Regions from separate parts of the Zea mays genome. Here all the other regions are linked to region 2. The links are chromatin contacts, called in public Hi-C maps. All regions are on one chromosome and are shown on one strand. The core of a region is the stretch at or near the end of the contact, and the rest is flanking DNA. Distances in the headings are between cores, read along the strand shown.

Region 1 (2,700 bases), core at 64-2,563, 160 kb before region 2:
GATATAATGATCTTCAGACGAAGGTCATGAAGGACGTACCTTCATCATTGCAGTATAAGTTAATATAAGAAGAATCATATGAAATATAAGAGACAACATGAACAATCATATAACATTATTAATTTATTCTTATTATATTATCATGAAAAGACAGAAACAATATTGAATTACAAAAGTACCTTTGGCTTAACAGAAGGCAAAAAATACAAGCGTGATGCAAAAGCGAGAACAAGTCAGCGTGAACAGTACGGGGTACTGTTCATCTATTTATAAGCACAGGACACAGCCTATGAGAAATTACAATTATGTCATTTACATTTGCTATTGGCTTATAGAAAAATCTATGAGGACTGAACAACCTTTTCCCTTTTAAGTCGGTTCCCTTTTCTGCGATTTAGCCGAAGCTCCCTTTCACACAGCTTCGGAGCGACAACAACCTTCGTCACGATCAAGCTCCTCATCGTGTCTGCTTTTATCATGAATCCGAAGATACCTGTCCATAAACCATACTTGGAAGACATTGTTAAATTATGTTTTTGATGACCTTCGGAGGATGAAGGTCCCCAACAGCTTCTTTATTGAGGATTGTCACTTAAGCTAGCATGTATTTTAAAACTTATAAATGTTTCATACATTCAAATTGTAATCTTTTTTAATCCCTTTTGTAATCAACTCCGATGATATATATTGTAATCTTGTTATAACTTATAAATGTTGTAACTTGTAACCATTTTGTAATAAAGAATTTCCGCTGCAAATGTTTGTATGTGAGTTGTGTTTACTTAATCTTGCGATCTTGATGATAAGTGGTTTATCCGGGGTCCTTGGGACAATCGGATGGATCCTGTTAAGTTGTTTGGTGCACATGCATATCCGTCTGAGGTCTTTGAGACAAGGACAGATGGATGTGGGCTCAATAACTTAGTAGGTTCTGCGACATTGATATCCTACACGCAAGATCTTACCGTGTTAAACAATGAAAACAAATTTTGGCATGCCAACCGGACAACCGTCAATGATTGTGGGCTCTTGCATCCCCATCACATAAACCTGCAGAAGCTTCTCCAGTTCTTGGCAATAAATGGTGACTTAGGCTTCCATCAAATGGCCACAGGTGCTCCTTTTGGATCGATTTATATGTTGACTATATATTGTATTGATGGACGTTTGTAAGTTCATACCTATAGTATTAACTGATGACTTATTATATTATTAGTGGAGATCGCCTCCTACAATATGCAAGCCACCAGCAATCAACAGTTAATTATTGCTAACGCTAATGCCACCATACAGCGATTGATGATTGACGCAGATACATGGTACAAGACCTCGCTCCGGCCCCTTTCTCTTCGGGTCAAATCGTCGCCATTCCTCTCCTTCTGTCCAGCTACATGATCCGCTGATGCAGGCGAGCTATAGGCTTCTCCCTTTGCAGATGTTGACAATTCATAGCATTTGCAGATATTGACAATTCATACAAGTATCTCTGATGTGTTTCCGTCTCTATATATAGTCTACTTCAGAAGTGTGACTCCATTCCGTTAAAACACATTATTTACCTAAAATTCCAATATTTGTATGTAAATATTTACTTTTTCCCCTTCTTTGTAGCAAAAATGGCCTTTCGGCCACTCGAGGTGTGGAACCGTTGGGCCATCCAGATCCTGCTGCTGCTGAGCCTCGGCATGCACGTCCTCCTCCTACCCCTCGCCGGAATCCGTCGACGTCGAGCCCCTATGCTGCTTCGGGTTCCTCTGTGGCTGGCGTACCACCTGGCCGACACCGTCGGGATCTACGCGATCGGGCTCCTGTCCCTGAGCAGCGCGGTGCGCGACCACCGGCTGATGCCGTTCTGGGCGCCCTTCCTCCTCCTGCACCGCGGCGGCCCGGACAGCATCGGCGCCTACGCGTTCCACGACAACCAGCTCTGGCTGCGCCACCTGCAGGTCTTCGTCGTCAAGGTGCTAGCGGTCACCTACGTCCTCTACATACATCTCCCGAGGCCGCCGGCCGCTAGAGGCGACACCTTCCTTGTTCTGGCCGCCCTCCTGATGTGGGCCGTCGGCGTCGCCAAGTACGGGGAGAAGGTGGCGGCGATCAGGGGCGGCAACAAGAGCAGCATCCGTAGCTCTCTCACGAAGGAACCGCCCGCCGCCAGGCACCACCACATCCACCACTGGGACCACGGCCTGCCGAGCAAGGACGCCGCCGTCGACGAGGAAGAAGCTTACCTGCGCCAGGCACATCACATGTTCCACATCTCCAAGCGCGCCGCCGTGGATTCCTGGCTGGAGAAAGACCCCGAGCACAACACCCTGGAGATGCTCAGGGCGCTCAGGAAGCAGGACGGCAGGGGCATGTGGGCGTTCGCGGAGCTGCAGCTCTCCCTGCTGTACGACGTCCTCTACACCAAGGCCGCCGTGATCCACACCTGGCCGGGCTACCTTGTCCGTCTCGCCTCGTCTCTCGCCGTCGCCGCCTCGTTCCTTCTGTTCCGTTTCAGCGACGGCGGCCGTCGATACGAGGTCGACGTGGTCGTCACCTACGTCTTGCTGGTCGGGGCGTTCGGGATGGAGATGGTGTCGGTGCTGAACGCGCTGGGCTCCTCGTGGGCGTACGCGTTCCTGTGCACCACGCGGTGGAGCTGGCTCCGGTACGCGGCTCTGTGCACCGGAAGATGGGACCGCCTTCGTCAGCTTG
Region 2 (2,700 bases), core at 185-2,684:
TCTCATGCGATGCATCGGCGGCTCCTCCGCTTCATCGAGGTTGGCGTCGCCTCCTCTCTCCCGCAATGGCTCATCCAGTCACCGCCGAGAACCACGTCGACATGTGCTATACCTAGATCAACACCGGTCGTACTCTTCCCACGACGCGTTCTCCCTCTCACGGCTTGTTCGGTTCTAGCTCAATCCATATAAATTGAGGGGGTTTCAATCCCTAATAAGTCAAAATATTTCTCAATCCGTATTAATCCCCTCCAATCCATATAGATTAAAAATAACCGAACAAGCCCTCACTGGTGCCCTTCGCAGCGGAGTTATTTGAATTTGTAACACTCTCGTCGCGCGGCTTCGCCACTTTATAACTCCGCAACCGTGCTTCGCCAGTTTGGTATTATGGACGAAACCCCCGCGCCGTTTTGGTACTGTTAATGTCCCGGCCTCTGTAACCTTTTCTTACCTACGGTAAAAGTCATTGTTGCCCCTCGCTGTAACCACGGCGCCCCTCGGTGAAAACCTAACTCTCATCCCTTTCCACGGCGCCGCCACTTCCCGTCGAGCTCGATCCTCCGATAGTGCTCTTCCTCCGATGGCGGCTCCGTCGAGGGGGAAGAAACGCCTAGTGGTCGACGTCGATGTGGACTTGAAGTGCATGTGTGCTGATCCACGATTACTGTAACCTGCACACAGAAAGGAATCATTGTGAGCTTCCCTAATTTCATCCACTATCGAGAGTACAATAAATGTGTGCTAAAACATTACTCACCACTACTGTGGGAGACCCGGCATTCTGTAGCCTTGCATTGATTCTCCATGGACAATCACCTCCTTTGCAATAAGCTCTATATCTGAAAGGTGAGCTTGACTCAATTCCTAACTCGAACTCATTACTGATCGCATACTGCCTCATAGCCAGCCTGAATTCTTTCATATCCTTGTACAAACTACCAATCTTCATTATTGGATTTGATCTGTTGCAAACAAATACCCTTTCTTGTGGTATGCAATCATTGCAGGGCAAAGCAACAGTTTCATCATCAATTTCATCGCTTCCGCGGACACCAAACGATCTACTAGTAAAAGCATCTTGCCTTTCAGTAGTTTCACGTTCATCTTCTGCTAGCAATCCTAACCGATCATAAAGCACTGACTCTGAGGCAGTCTGTTGTTCTCCTTCTTCCCATCTATCATCAATCTGTATTGCCCCCCAATCAATTTCTAATACCTGAAACCAAAGGATAATACACCTATGAAGTACTAGGCACAGGTACTAAACACAATAAACTGCTGTATACTGTAAATTGAATCAAACCTCCATTGTATGTTGCTCCCTAAAAAGAAAATTTAGGGGATCCGACAAATCCGAGGTCCTGACCGGTGCATCCACTCTTTCCACCGGAGAACCAGTGGGAAGGCAAGGAAGGGGTGCCTCCGAGCTCATAACCGGTAAAACTTGAGTTGAATCCGGGGAGTGGGCGGAGTTTTCTATCTCCATGCAGCCGGGGCAGGGGAACCAGTAGCCAGACGGCTGCGCGGGATGCAGAGGGCGGCTCGGGCGATTCTCTTTCTTCAGACGGGGGCGCGGGCACCAGCTCCTTGCTCACACGGCGCGGGCACTAGCTCCTTGCTCACGCGGGATGCAGAGGGCGGACATTGCAGACGGCGGTGCAGAGTCTCCGGCGGCGCGGGCGAGTCTGAAGAAATAGGAGTGTGCAGTCAGCAAGAGCGGACTAGGGGTACTTTAGTCCACGGCTGTACACAAGCGCAACAAAACGGACGCTTACAGAGGACGGGACATTAACAGTACCTAAATGGCGCGGGTGTTTCCTCCATAATACCAAACTGGCGAAGCACGGCTGCAGAGTTACAAAGTGGCGAAGCCGCGCAACGATAGTGTTACAAATTCAAATAACTCCGCGCGACGATAGTGTTACAAATTCAAATAACTCCTTCGCAGCGGAGGCCGGCTCGCCGTCGCGGAGGAAGGAAAGTGCTCTTAGCCGCAGAGGACGCCTCGCCGTCTCGGAAGACGCGGAGGTCCTCGCTGGACCCTAGAGTACCACTGTCAGGACGCCGCCAAGGTCCAATTCGGAGGCGGCTACGTCGGATTAAACCACGTTGGCCGGTGTTACGGCGAGATCAACGACGGTCGTCTTCTCCCGCCGACGCCTCCTCTCTCCCACTGGGACCCTTCGCTGCGGAGGTTGTCTCACCGTTGCGGAGGACACAAAAGGCCTAGCAGGTGAGGCGGCTGCCGTAGGAACCACAGCTCAGATGTCGCCAAGCTCCATTTCCGTGGCGACTACGTTTTGCTGGTTTCTTCTGACTTGAGCAGAGATTCGAATGAACCAAATTTGACTCCAGCTATATTAGAGTGATGGGCAATGCTAGCAAGAAGAAGCAGCTGGAGCTGCCGGCCGCCTCCACTGATGCCAAAGTGCAGTGCCCTCACTATAAAAGTGATGCTGTCAAGTTTAACTGATCCTTACAACAACTTTAACTACTAAGGAAGTTCATTTGTGTGCGCTCTATGGAAAGCATTCCAAATCAAAAAAAAAAAGTTGATGGGAGAAAAAGGATGTAGCTACCAAGCATTCCAAAATTTGAGTATTTTTGCATTGCAGTAGTTGATTTTGTGGTGTTGGTAAGTAACTAGGTGGCCATGCAAAAGTGCATGCCATGAAGCATAACCATTGGTTGGTTGTT
Region 3 (2,700 bases), core at 22-2,521, 150 kb after region 2:
GTTGCCTCTTGGTGAAGATTGGGCCTCGGGCGAGCCAAAGGTGTGTCCGTTGCTGGAGGGGGGTCCTCGGGCGAGACGTAAATCCTCCGGGGTCGGCTGCCCTTGCCCGAGGCTGGGCTCGGGCGAGGCGTGATCGCGTCCCTCGAATGGATCGATCCTTGACTTAATCGCACCCATCAGGCCTTTGCACTTTGTGCTGATGGGGGTTACCAGCTGAGATTTAGGAGTCTTGAGGGTACCCCTAATTATGGTCCCCGACAGGATTGTAACAGATAAGTACCATATTAGATATGTTATGTAACGGATTTGGCTTTGAGTTTGTTAGAGTTCCTAACAGATATGATAGGATTGTAACAGATAAATACCAGATTAGATCTGTCATGTAGTCACTCCGAGTCTATATAAATACATGCCACCATAACATCTCAAGCCATTCATCATAGATTCATCTTCTCTATAACCTCGCAGCAGCGCCGCCGCCATCCAAGCCAACTGTATTTAGAAAGTGTATATCGAATTGTCAAATCTAGAGAGTAAATAGGATTGAATAGCAAGTAACAAAATTTAGCAAGTCTAATTAAAGAACTATTGAAGAAACATTTTTTGTTTATTTTTAAATGTAAAATTTAGAGAGTTGTTTAGAGAATTGTTGGAGTTGATAAGGAACCAAACGTACCCTTGGTATCAGCTCGGCGTTAGCTAACCAAAGCTATTATTATCCCAAAAAACATGGATCTTAAAATTGGACGGCTGAAAAACAGTGTTAGAAGCATCATGAGACTCTCGAGCATTTCCTTTAAAGCGTCCTCTAATCTAAATTTTAGAGAAGATTGTCCTCATTGTCTCTAGTATCGTTCTCTAAACGGTTCTCTAAATATAGAGAATGTTGTTAGATCCTCTATATATATAGAGAGTTTTTCTGTGATCTTCTCTATTCATTTTAATATTTAAAACAACATATTTAACAAAATTAAAATATATACAGTATATTTTATAGTACGTACATAAATTAAAGTAAAATATGTATCTATCATTGATATTTACATATCACAGATATTTACGTATAGAAAATGAGATATAGAGAAATTTGTTGAAGTAGAAGGAGATATAAAGAAGAGAATATTTTAGAGAAGACCATAAAATATGAATATAAATGATGAATTTAGAGGACGCTGAGAGCGTGTGTGAGAAGGTGTGCGTGGTCGAAGCGGATTTGACTCGATTTTGTTTATAACAACATCAGGCAGGCAGCTACCTCGTGATAATCAAAGCTTAATTAATCCCGAGCGAAAATTATGATGCGCACATGGCTGCCCCGCCGGACGAGAGATGATTATTACAAGTAAGCACGAGGAAAGGGAAGAGAAGAAGAAGAGGGCTCGTCTCGTCTTGCAGGCCGGAGGCTGCGTCGCTGCCCCGCCGGCGCCGCCGTATGCCAGTTCTTTGTCAGTCCCTTCGGCAGGTCTTCGTGGGTCCTTCTCCTTCGCCGGCGACGAGCACCCACCAAGGTACGCGCACCCTCTTCTCTTCCCTAACCGCGAGCGCCCGAACCCTAGCTTTAGCTATTTGGCTATGGATTTGATCTCATCTGTGTATACATGCCTAAAAGTTTCGTTTTTTTTGTTTATTTGTTTGTTTGAAAAAATTATTGGGTGTATACACCATCATACATGTGTACACCCCCATGTCCTTTCACTTGGTTGGTCCGTCTCCGTCCCCGTTCGCGCCGGTACAACTGAGGCGTCAGCAGAGAACCTTCCTGCAAGGCTGCATTGATCTCGTCTTGTTGTTTCTGGCCCAACACTTGGTTTATTGCTCAACCTTAACCCCGGACTTGTTCTTCTACAGGACAGCGGGTACAGCGCTAGTTATTGCTTCACCTTCCTTATCTTTGCTGCAGCAACTGGAGGCCGAGGCTTTTACAAGGAGCTGGGGAAGAATGGGCAGAAGCTGCTATCGAATCTGAAGCTTTGCTTGGCACACCAGCACTGGAGGTATGTGTTTCTTTCTACCATGGAGATGTTCCCTTTCGTGCTGTTCATCCTTTTATTTATGAAATATATGTCTCTGTGCCAGGAGATGCTTTCTTCATATCGTTCCACCTTGTGAAAATATTATGGTCACACGTTTAGTAATTACATATGCGTGTGTTTCGGTGCAGAGATGTATAAGAACCAACTCCAGGAGCTTGCTCAGAGGAGCTGCTTCAATCTGCCGTCCTATTCCTGCATCCGGGAGGGACCAGATCATGCACCCCGGTTTAAGGCTACAGTTAATTTCAACGGGGAGATGTTCGAGAGCCCAGTGTTTTGTTCCACTCTGCGGCAGGCGGAGCATGCGGCAGCTGAGGTAGCACTCAATGAGTTATCAAAGAGGGGGCCTTCGTCGACGCTGGCTGCCAAAGTTCTGGTTAGTTTTGTTGATACCTCTGGAAGCATGTTGCTTGTGTGGAGAATCTCCTTTTGAACATTCTACCTAGAGACATTAGTTGACTACCAGGACAGTGTACTCACCTTAGATAACTCAGTAATTTTATTGTAGGATATGTTAAATAATATCCTTCCTCGGTTTCGACCATAAGTATAGCAGCGAACAGACGATCTCATCTTTCATCTTTGCTGGCCATCTGTTGATAACTATCACAAGCTTAATAATCTTACAAACATCCTAGAGATTCCTTTTCTTTCCCTCTTTAAGGCA

What was found. Hi-C and Micro-C count contacts between places; a contact is called where the count stands out from the background.
Region 1: a Hi-C map of leaf shows a contact between it and region 2, with 5 times the contacts expected there. The contact joins the promoter of LOC103641398 here to the promoter of LOC103642624 in region 2. A contact is called at or near these places in 3 of 25 Hi-C or Micro-C datasets (ear and leaf) and 1 of 3 datasets of contacts at active chromatin or transcription factors (leaf).
Region 3: a Hi-C map of leaf shows a contact between it and region 2, with 5 times the contacts expected there. The contact joins the promoter of LOC100280218 here to the promoter of LOC103642624 in region 2. A contact is called at or near these places in 4 of 25 Hi-C or Micro-C datasets (ear, leaf and tassel).

Annotation. Positions count from the first base shown.
Region 1 is chr10:92,973,192-92,975,891 of Zm-B73-REFERENCE-NAM-5.0, reverse strand. It overlaps LOC103641398 (putative protein of unknown function (DUF594) domain family protein), which reads left to right and starts at 1,313. Exons shown (of 2, transcript XM_008664755.3): 1 at 1,313-1,525; 2 at 1,612-2,700. The coding sequence starts at 1,617.
Region 2 is chr10:92,813,574-92,816,273 of Zm-B73-REFERENCE-NAM-5.0, reverse strand. It overlaps LOC103642624, which reads right to left and starts at 1,434. Exons shown (of 3, transcript XM_008665853.2): 1 at 1,307-1,434; 2 at 761-1,219; 3 at 519-674. The coding sequence starts at 1,312. The coding sequence ends at 519.
Region 3 is chr10:92,659,571-92,662,270 of Zm-B73-REFERENCE-NAM-5.0, reverse strand. It overlaps LOC100280218 (Double-stranded RNA-binding protein 3), which reads left to right and starts at 1,271. Exons shown (of 5, transcript NM_001153149.1): 1 at 1,271-1,508; 2 at 1,751-1,994; 3 at 2,162-2,409. The coding sequence starts at 2,164.